Regions from separate parts of the Mus musculus genome. Here region 1 is linked to region 2. The links are chromatin contacts, called in public HiChIP or PLAC-seq maps. All regions are on one chromosome and are shown on one strand. Each heading gives the region's core, a stretch centred on a gene start, on an enhancer-like site or on the middle of the called end of the contact. The rest is flanking DNA. Distances are from core to core; before and after follow the strand shown. Region 1 overlaps Ikzf4 (IKAROS family zinc finger 4). Region 2 overlaps Rnf41 (ring finger protein 41).

The links. HiChIP or PLAC-seq counts read pairs in DNA pulled down with a chosen protein or histone mark.
Region 1: a contact with region 2 is called in an H3K27ac HiChIP or PLAC-seq map of regulatory T cells, with 5 times the contacts expected there. The contact joins two enhancer-like sites. A contact is called at or near these places in 2 of 115 datasets of contacts at active chromatin or transcription factors (embryonic stem cells and regulatory T cells) and 2 of 9 other capture datasets (liver and pancreatic islet).

What each region holds. Positions count from the first base shown.
Region 1 is chr10:128,634,958-128,638,827 of GRCm38.p6, forward strand. Ikzf4 (IKAROS family zinc finger 4) reads right to left here. Exons shown (of 8, transcript NM_011772.3): 6 at 1,684-1,833; 7 at 833-964. Among named protein-coding and RNA genes, the nearest start is that of Gm26876, 9.0 kb to the right of the region's middle. Within about 2 kb of position 2,259, at least 76 of the 459 cell types and tissues checked have an H3K27ac peak or open chromatin away from gene starts, as enhancers often do. A contact at or near this core is called in regulatory T cells, where this site is marked.
Region 2 is chr10:128,436,632-128,440,450 of GRCm38.p6, forward strand. It overlaps Rnf41 (ring finger protein 41), which reads left to right. Exons shown (of 7, transcript NM_001164237.1): 6 at 677-780; 7 at 1,452-3,819. The coding sequence ends at 1,803. Among named protein-coding and RNA genes, the nearest start is that of n-TScga2, 20 kb to the right of the region's middle. Within about 2 kb of position 2,505, at least 47 of the 459 cell types and tissues checked have an H3K27ac peak or open chromatin away from gene starts, as enhancers often do. A contact at or near this core is called in regulatory T cells, where this site is marked.

The sequences.
Region 1 (3,870 bases), core at 1,009-3,508, 200 kb after region 2:
TCTCCCACTGAGCTATCTCTACAGTCCCAGGTGACCTCACTTACTTTCCCTGAGGGTCAGGCCCTGGGCAGGCTACAGTTCTAGAGTAAGGCCTCACTATGAACTCATCACTTTAAAATATTTCAGGTCCTCAGAGAGATGTCATTTGCGGGACAAGGAACCACAAGTTGGCTTCCTCTCACTGACTCTAAGATCAGCCCATGTAGACTGAAGTCCTTGTTCTCTTCAAAGGATGGCAAAGCTCGATTCCCCCCTCCCCCCGCCCCCGTTGAGTTCTCGATACTGACCGGTCTCTACTCTCTTTGTGTATATGTGTGTGTGCATGTGTGCACATTCATCACTGTGCTTGTACATGTGCATGTATATATACATATAAGCGGAGGGCAGAGGACAGACCACCCTGGGGATCTTCAGGACCACCAGCCACCATCTTTGAAACAGGATCTATCATGGGCCTGGAGTTCACCAGGTAGGCTAGGCTGCCTGGTCAGTCGGCCCCAGGGCACTGTTCTTTCTCTGCCTCCCCAGTGCTAGGGTTACAAGCACAAGCCATTATGCCTGGCATTCTTAGGTAGGTCCTGGGGGATGAAGTCTCTGGTTCTCATTGCCCTTTACAGACTGTGCTATCATCCCCCAACTCTCTTGAAGCACTCCCTTCCATCCACTCCCTTCCGAGTGGAACCCTCTGAGCACCACAGAGACCACTTGGCTCATTTTCCCCCCTAAATCAAATCTCCAGACCCAGGTCTCGCTGGTCTAATGGCAGTCGAAACTGTGATGTATTTGAGCTGTGGCTCGGAGCGGCTATCTCCTTTCGAACGGGAACTCTTACCTACAAACTTCTGTGGGGTGGAACGCTTGCGTTTGGTGAGGCTGTTGGCCAAACGATCAATGAAAGTTGGCCGTTCAGTCGATGGGTGCAGCATTGAGTCAGGCACCATCTCCAGGTCACGGATTTCATCACCTGGAGGGGAGGGGCAGGTGGGAGCTACTGAGTGAGGGTGGCATTGGCCCAGCAGCCTTTGCCTGGAGAAAACCGGCCAGTCAGTAGTCAAGAAAGGTTACACCTGCAAAACTGGGCTCTCTCTCTCTCTCTCTCTCTCTCTCTCTCTCTCTCTCTCTCTCCCTTTCTCTTCCTCCTCTAGCTCCCTCTCTTCCTGTCTTTCTTTTCTTTTTTCTTTTTTCATTTTATATTTTTGAGACAGGATCCCACTATGTAGCCCTGGTTGGCTTTGAACTCACTGTGTAGATAGATCAGGCTGACCTTGAACTCACAGAGATCCACCTGTCTCTGCCTTCTAAGTGCCAGGATTAAAGGAATGTACCACCATTGGGTCTTTACTTTAAGTTCATTCCAGGAACACTTTAGACCATTTGCCAAGAATCATCGTACATGTCCAGCCCTTGATCTTCGATTCTTTGTGCCTTCTCTCCCGCTACCCTGAGATTATAGATCCAAACTTTCTCTATGCTCCCTTCCCCCTGTAGACCTTCCTCTATGTCTGGATCCCCCTATTGACCTGTCCCAGAGCTGTGCTGGCCACTCATGGGGTGCTTAGGAACGAATGCTTGGATGGTTCGCTAAGGGCAGCCTCATCCCTGTGGAAAGAGGTGCTAGAATCACCCTTGCCTGAACTCCTGGCCCTACCCTCAGCTCCCCTATGGTACGACCCACAGCCCCACCTGGCTGGCCAGTCAGAGCTTGGGCATCAGTGCTGAGACTCTGTAGGTAGTTGTGGCACCTCTCCTTGTGCTCCTCCAGGGTACTTTGCTGTTTGTAGCTCCGGCCACAGTAGTTGCACTTGTAGGGTTTGCCCACGGTGGGGGAGGAGACTGTGGAGGGCAGAGAAGAAGCAGCATGAGAGTGACTTCCCCCTCCCTGTACCTGCCGCTGAAGAGTCACGCAGGAGGAGCAACTGTATTGTGCATGCAGAGGAAAGAACGTTGATAGCTTGATTTTTTTTTTTTTTTAATTGTCTTCCCTTCCCCAACTCCACATACATCAAAGAAAAGGTTAGCTAAAATCTGAGGAAGCCGTGAACGCCGTGCAGCTAAGGGAAGAGACCCCGTGGCCGTGGACATCGTACAGCTAAGGGAAGAGACCCCGTGGCATGCAGCTTTAGGCTGGTAGTGGGATTCTAGGTGCTCTTGCTGCTTCTCAAAGGAAGTGAAGACGCGAGGACTTAGCAGGGGATCTTTCCTGCTAAGCGCACAGGCCCCTCCCCAGGATCTCAGAGTCTGGGGCTCAGACTGTGGTTTAACCTTTCTGTGAGGCAGGCGGGTGGTGTCATGGCTGTTTATCAGACAAGGGGACTTTTTGCTTGCAAGCACGCCGCTTTGGTTGGAGGGAAACTGGCGGCTGAAGCAACAGAAAGGGCAGCACTGGTTGGTCCCTTCTTGTGTTGTTTTTACCTCCAGCCATTGTCTGGTTTTACTGATCTTTTTCTTTCTCTGTCATTATACTGAGGTACTAAGATCCGCTCGCACCCCAGGGAGCCCCACAAAGCAAAAGAATAGAGAAGATGAAGGAAAGGAAAGAGAATGAGTTTGCATTTATTTTTGTTGTTGTTTTAAAAAGAACGTGTTATAAAAGCTCTAAAGGGGGAAAAAAACCTGGTAACACAACTCTTGGGAGGAGATTTTTTTGGGAGAGGGGAGAGGAGGAAGCTCAGAGGAACAAGGTATATTTGTGTATATTTGTGTTTATTGCTACCATTGAGTAGCGTGGCAGCAGAAGGCATTGCTAGGAGATTGGTAATTATTATTCAGCCCCACATATGTCTCTGTTGGCCACCGATAAATCGACCTTTGCCACGTTGCTCTTGGCCCATAAATGACATGTTTAAGAGATGGAGTGCCAGGTCCCTCTCCACCCAAGACCCTTGGGGTTTGACGTGTTAGGAGAGGATCCTCTAGCCCTTTTTCTTTCTTTCTTTCTTTCTTTCTTTCTTTCTTTCTTTCTTTCTTCCTTCCTTCCTTCCTTCCTTTTTTCTTTCTTTCTTTCTCTCTCTCTCTCTCTTTCTTTCTTTCTTTCTTTCTTTCTTTCTTTCTTTCTCTCTTCTTCCCTCCCTCCCCCCTCTTTCTTCTTTCTTTCTTTCTTTCTTTCTTTCTTTCTTTCTTTCTTTCTTTCTTTCTTTCTTTCTTTCTTCTTTCTTTTCTTTCTTTCTTTCTTTTTGGTTTTTTTCAAGACAGGGTTTCTCTGTGTAGCCCTGGCTGTCCTGGAACTCACTCTGTAGACCAGGCTGGCCTCGAACTCAGAAATCCACCTGCCTCTGCCTTCCAAGTGCTGGGATTAAAGGCGTGAGCCACCACTTCCCAGGTTGCCCTTTATTTTTTACAAGGTGAATTACAGCAGGAAGCATCTCACAGAGATGGGACCTACACTTAAGTCTCCCCCCTTAATCTCCTATGAAACAATATTCAAAATCTATTCAGTTGACCTTGTTAAGGGTTTGTGTGCTTGCAGGACCTTGTAGTGAATATCTTTAATCCCAGCACCTGGGAGACAGACCCAGTTGTATCTCTGTGAGTCTGAAGCCAGCCTGGTCTACATGGCAAGTTCCATGCTATCCAGCGCTAAACAGTGAGACCCTTTCTCAAAAAGAAAAAAAAAAAATCTGGCCTTCTTGGGGGCCAAGCTATCCTAGCTCTGAGCAAGCCAGGGAAGTCACCCCTTCCTGAGAAAAAGGAGCATGTATTTTGACCATGGGGTCTTGATGAAGGCCAGCTAGGCACAGTCCATAACATTCATTTCCTTTCACACAGCATCAGTGTCCTTGTTAAACAAATGGGGGCCTTTGGGCTGGGGCTGTAGCTCATTTAGTAGCTAGCTTGTTGTGTGTGTGTGTGTGTGTGTGTGTGAAGTATATG
Region 2 (3,819 bases), core at 1,255-3,754:
TTCTCCTGGTAAGGGATCTCCTGCCAGTGCCAGACACCACAGCCTGTGTCCTGCTCTGTCGGCAGTTCAGTAGGGAACCCGTTGGACCTGTCTGCCCTCACTTCCCTCATGTCCTTCACCCATTCAGTCACCTGACATATGGACTGCCTTCTCTTTTTTTTTTTTAATTTTTAAAGATTTATTTATTATTTATATGTAAGTACACTGTATCTGTCTTCAGACACACCAGTAGAGGGGTCAGATGTCATTACAGATGGTTGTAAGCCACCATGTGGTTGCTGGGATTTGAACTCAGGACCTTCATAAGAACAGTCAGTGCTCTTAATCGCTGAGCCATCTCTCCAGCCCCGGACTGCCTTCTCTTGTTTGTTTGTTTGTTTTTTTGTTTGTTTTTTCAAGACAGGGTTTCTCTGTATAGTCTTGGCTGTCTTGGAACTCACTCTGCAGTCCAATCTGGCCTTGAATTCAGAAATCCACCTGCCTCTGCCTCCCAAGTACTGGGATTAAAGGCGTGCGCCACCACTGCCCAGCGTGGAGTGCTGTCTTCATGAAGCCATTTTGCTGTCTTTCTCCTGTCTTCCTGAAGAAGCTTGTAGTGTGCTGTTCCTCAGATCTCTCATTCTCAGGCCTACTGTTTGGCTAAAGTGTCCTCTCCGGTTCTCTTTCCACCCCACAGAAGCGAGACATTCAGCTGCTGAAGGCGTATATGCGAGCCATCCGCAGTGTCAACCCCAACCTTCAGAACCTGGAGGAGACAATCGAATACAATGAGATCCTCGAGTGAGTGTCACTTGGTGTGGAGTCAGGGGTAGGGGGCAGGGCCAGAGAGAAGAGCAAGAGAGACCCTCACTCCAACCCAGGCTTGTTGTTCACTGGGGTGGATGGCGGGGAGTCCTGGCTGAAGATGGAGTTTGTCCAGAACTACCTGGGGACCACCATGCACCTAGCATGTACTGAGAGCTTAGGGGTACTCAGGAGCAAACGGGGGTAGCTTAGCACGCGGAGGAGAGGGCAGAGTGTACATCCAGGAAAGTCTGTAAAATCCAGCAAGACCAAGCAAGTGAACAAGGGAAGTGTAAGACCACGTAAGACCCTGTCCATTTGGAGGCCTGTGTAGTTGGTAGACCAGACGGTAAGTGTGGAGTGGAGAGGAATAGGCCCGAGGACCACAGTGTAGAAGACATTTCTTCCTTCAGGACAGTCTGGCAGTTGCTGTGTGGTAGGCACCATGCATGCATTGAGACTTGAAAGAATAACAGCCTAGACTCAGGGATTGAGGATGGTGAGTGATGTGATGTGAACAGCAGGCCCAACTAGAGGAGAATTTGGGTTTTCTGGACCAATGCTAGTAAGAAAGTCAGGTGGCCTGCAGAGTGGAGGTCATCTCTGAGGAGAAAAAGCCAAAGCAGAGAAAGGCAGGAGCTGGCGTGACCATCCCAACCCCTCCACAGGTGGGTGAACTCCCTGCAGCCGGCAAGGGTGACCCGCTGGGGGGGCATGATCTCCACTCCTGATGCTGTGCTCCAGGCTGTCATCAAGCGCTCCCTCGTGGAAAGTGGCTGCCCGGCCTCCATCGTCAACGAGCTGATTGAAAATGCCCATGAACGCAGCTGGCCCCAGGGTCTGGCCACACTAGAGACAAGACAGATGAACCGGCGCTACTATGAGAACTACGTGGCCAAGCGCATCCCTGGCAAGCAGGCTGTAGTGGTGATGGCCTGTGAGAACCAGCACATGGGGGACGACATGGTGCAGGAGCCAGGGCTCGTCATGATATTTGCGCATGGTGTGGAGGAGATATAAGAGCGTAACTGGCTGTCAGGAAGAGGTAGAGTTGGAAAACCCATTGCTCCAGCAGCTGAGCCCTGACTTCTCCCACAGCCCTTATGCCGCGGCTTGTACCTGAGCCACGTACTCCCTGCTTCTGGCATGAAGGACTTTGGGGCACTTAGCTCAGCCTTTCAGCGGAGAACCCAGATTCCTGCCTTTTGCTATATTCTTTCCCCCACAATGTCTGTAAATTTTCAGTCAGGGTGGAGAAATCCCCACTTCTGTATTTTCCTGACTAAGATCCCCTGGTTCCCAAATATTTTCAGAAAGCACAAAGAAATTTGTTTTCCCTAGAGGATCAGGGTAGAGTGAGGCATTTCTAATTGTCTATCTCTTCCAAAACCAGGGAGTCCCAGCAGGCAGGAGTCCCAGCAGGCAGGCTTGCTGAAGTCACGCAGCATTGAGAGCTGCTCTGAGGAGCCAGCACCTGGCAGAAGGGCTGAGGGTGTGGCCCAAACCCTCTAACCAGTGAGGCCAAAGCCTGGTCCTCACGCGCATCCCTGTCCAGGCCGCTGTGAAGGTGCAGGCCTTGATGGGTGCGCAGGGTGGCCCCTGTGAGGGTGCACAGGGTGGGTTGTTGAAATGTTGCTGAACTCTTTCCTACACGTTTCATAATTAGGAAGGGAAGGAAGGGGTGGGCGTGAGAGCACTGGTGTTCGTACACTCAGCAGGAAGCTGCTGTCTGGCTCTGCTGATCCAGAACGGCACTGCCTCAAGAGGGTGTCTGTGTTGCCTCGGTGGCCCCTCTTCAGCCCTGTGATTGCAGTTAGCTTGATTTCCTTTGGTGTTGTTTGTTTATATTTCCAAGTCACAAACCCCATCTGTTACCCAGTCTTGTTTTCATAGGATGGACTGGCTGTGTCTCTCTGATCTAGCCCAGCCACATTGTTGGCAATTTAATTTATTTACTTTTTTTTTTTTTAAGAAAGGAGAAAAGAAAAAACATCAAGAAAACTTAAAACCTTTCTTATGCCCTTTCTTTGGCTGTTCCTATTGTGGGATTTGGGTAGGGTGGGGCTGGTAAGGTCTGTTTCATGTGTTTCCTTTTCAGCATGAGCTCTGGTCTGATACCTGCTCTGACCCTCCCCTCCATCACCCTGCAGGAGCTTTGGCTGTGGCAGTCCAGCGTTGATGCCTGTGACCCATGAAGAAATTTGTTCCCTGCCCCTTTAGGTCTCCTTGTGAAACCCTAGAATTAACTGGCTGGCACATGTGTTTTGAAGGTGACTCTTCCATGTTTCCTGAGGAAACTTCCTGTTTATCTGGGTTCTAACCTTCACCAGCCAAGTGGGATATAAATCAGATGTCTCCAAAGCCAGGCTGACTACACTGGCTCAGTCAAGTCCACCCAAGGACTTGGGGTCCATTCAAGGCTCTCTGGGTGGCTGCTGGGTCCCCCATGGTGGCTAGTAGAGTGAGCAAGGAGAAAGAGTGGTGTGATTATTTTAAAAGCGTAGGTGGGAGTGTGATTGGAGAGGTCAGAGGGCCCCCCTTCACCATACTCTAGCTTCTCTCTGGGAGTTCCACTTCAGGCTAGCCTGCTGTTGGTCTCACTGGTTGAGTCGTGTGCCTCCTGTGGGGTTGGGATAGAAGGATATAGCTTGAGGACCGTAAGAAAAAGTTGGGTGTTCCAGCTCCAGGACATTGTGCTCAGGAGTTTGAAAAAGGCTGCTATACTCAGTCGGGTTACTGGGTTTCTTGTTCCTCTTTGTGCCTGCCTGCCTTGCCCAAGCTCACTCTGTCTATTCCTTACTCTGAGATGAATGATGGAGGAGGCTGAAGTTTGCTTGCCCTTTGCACCAGTATCTGCAGCTCTTCCATTGTGCTGTGTGCTGTACATGGTGTTCACTGCACTAATAAATCTCTCACTCAACTCTAAATTCTTAGTCACCCCCCTTATGAAGGATTCTTCCTAGCTTGGTAATGCACCTTCCACTGACCTCTGCCTTGAGAGACCGTCTGTCTGGAAACTGCATACACTTCACACGC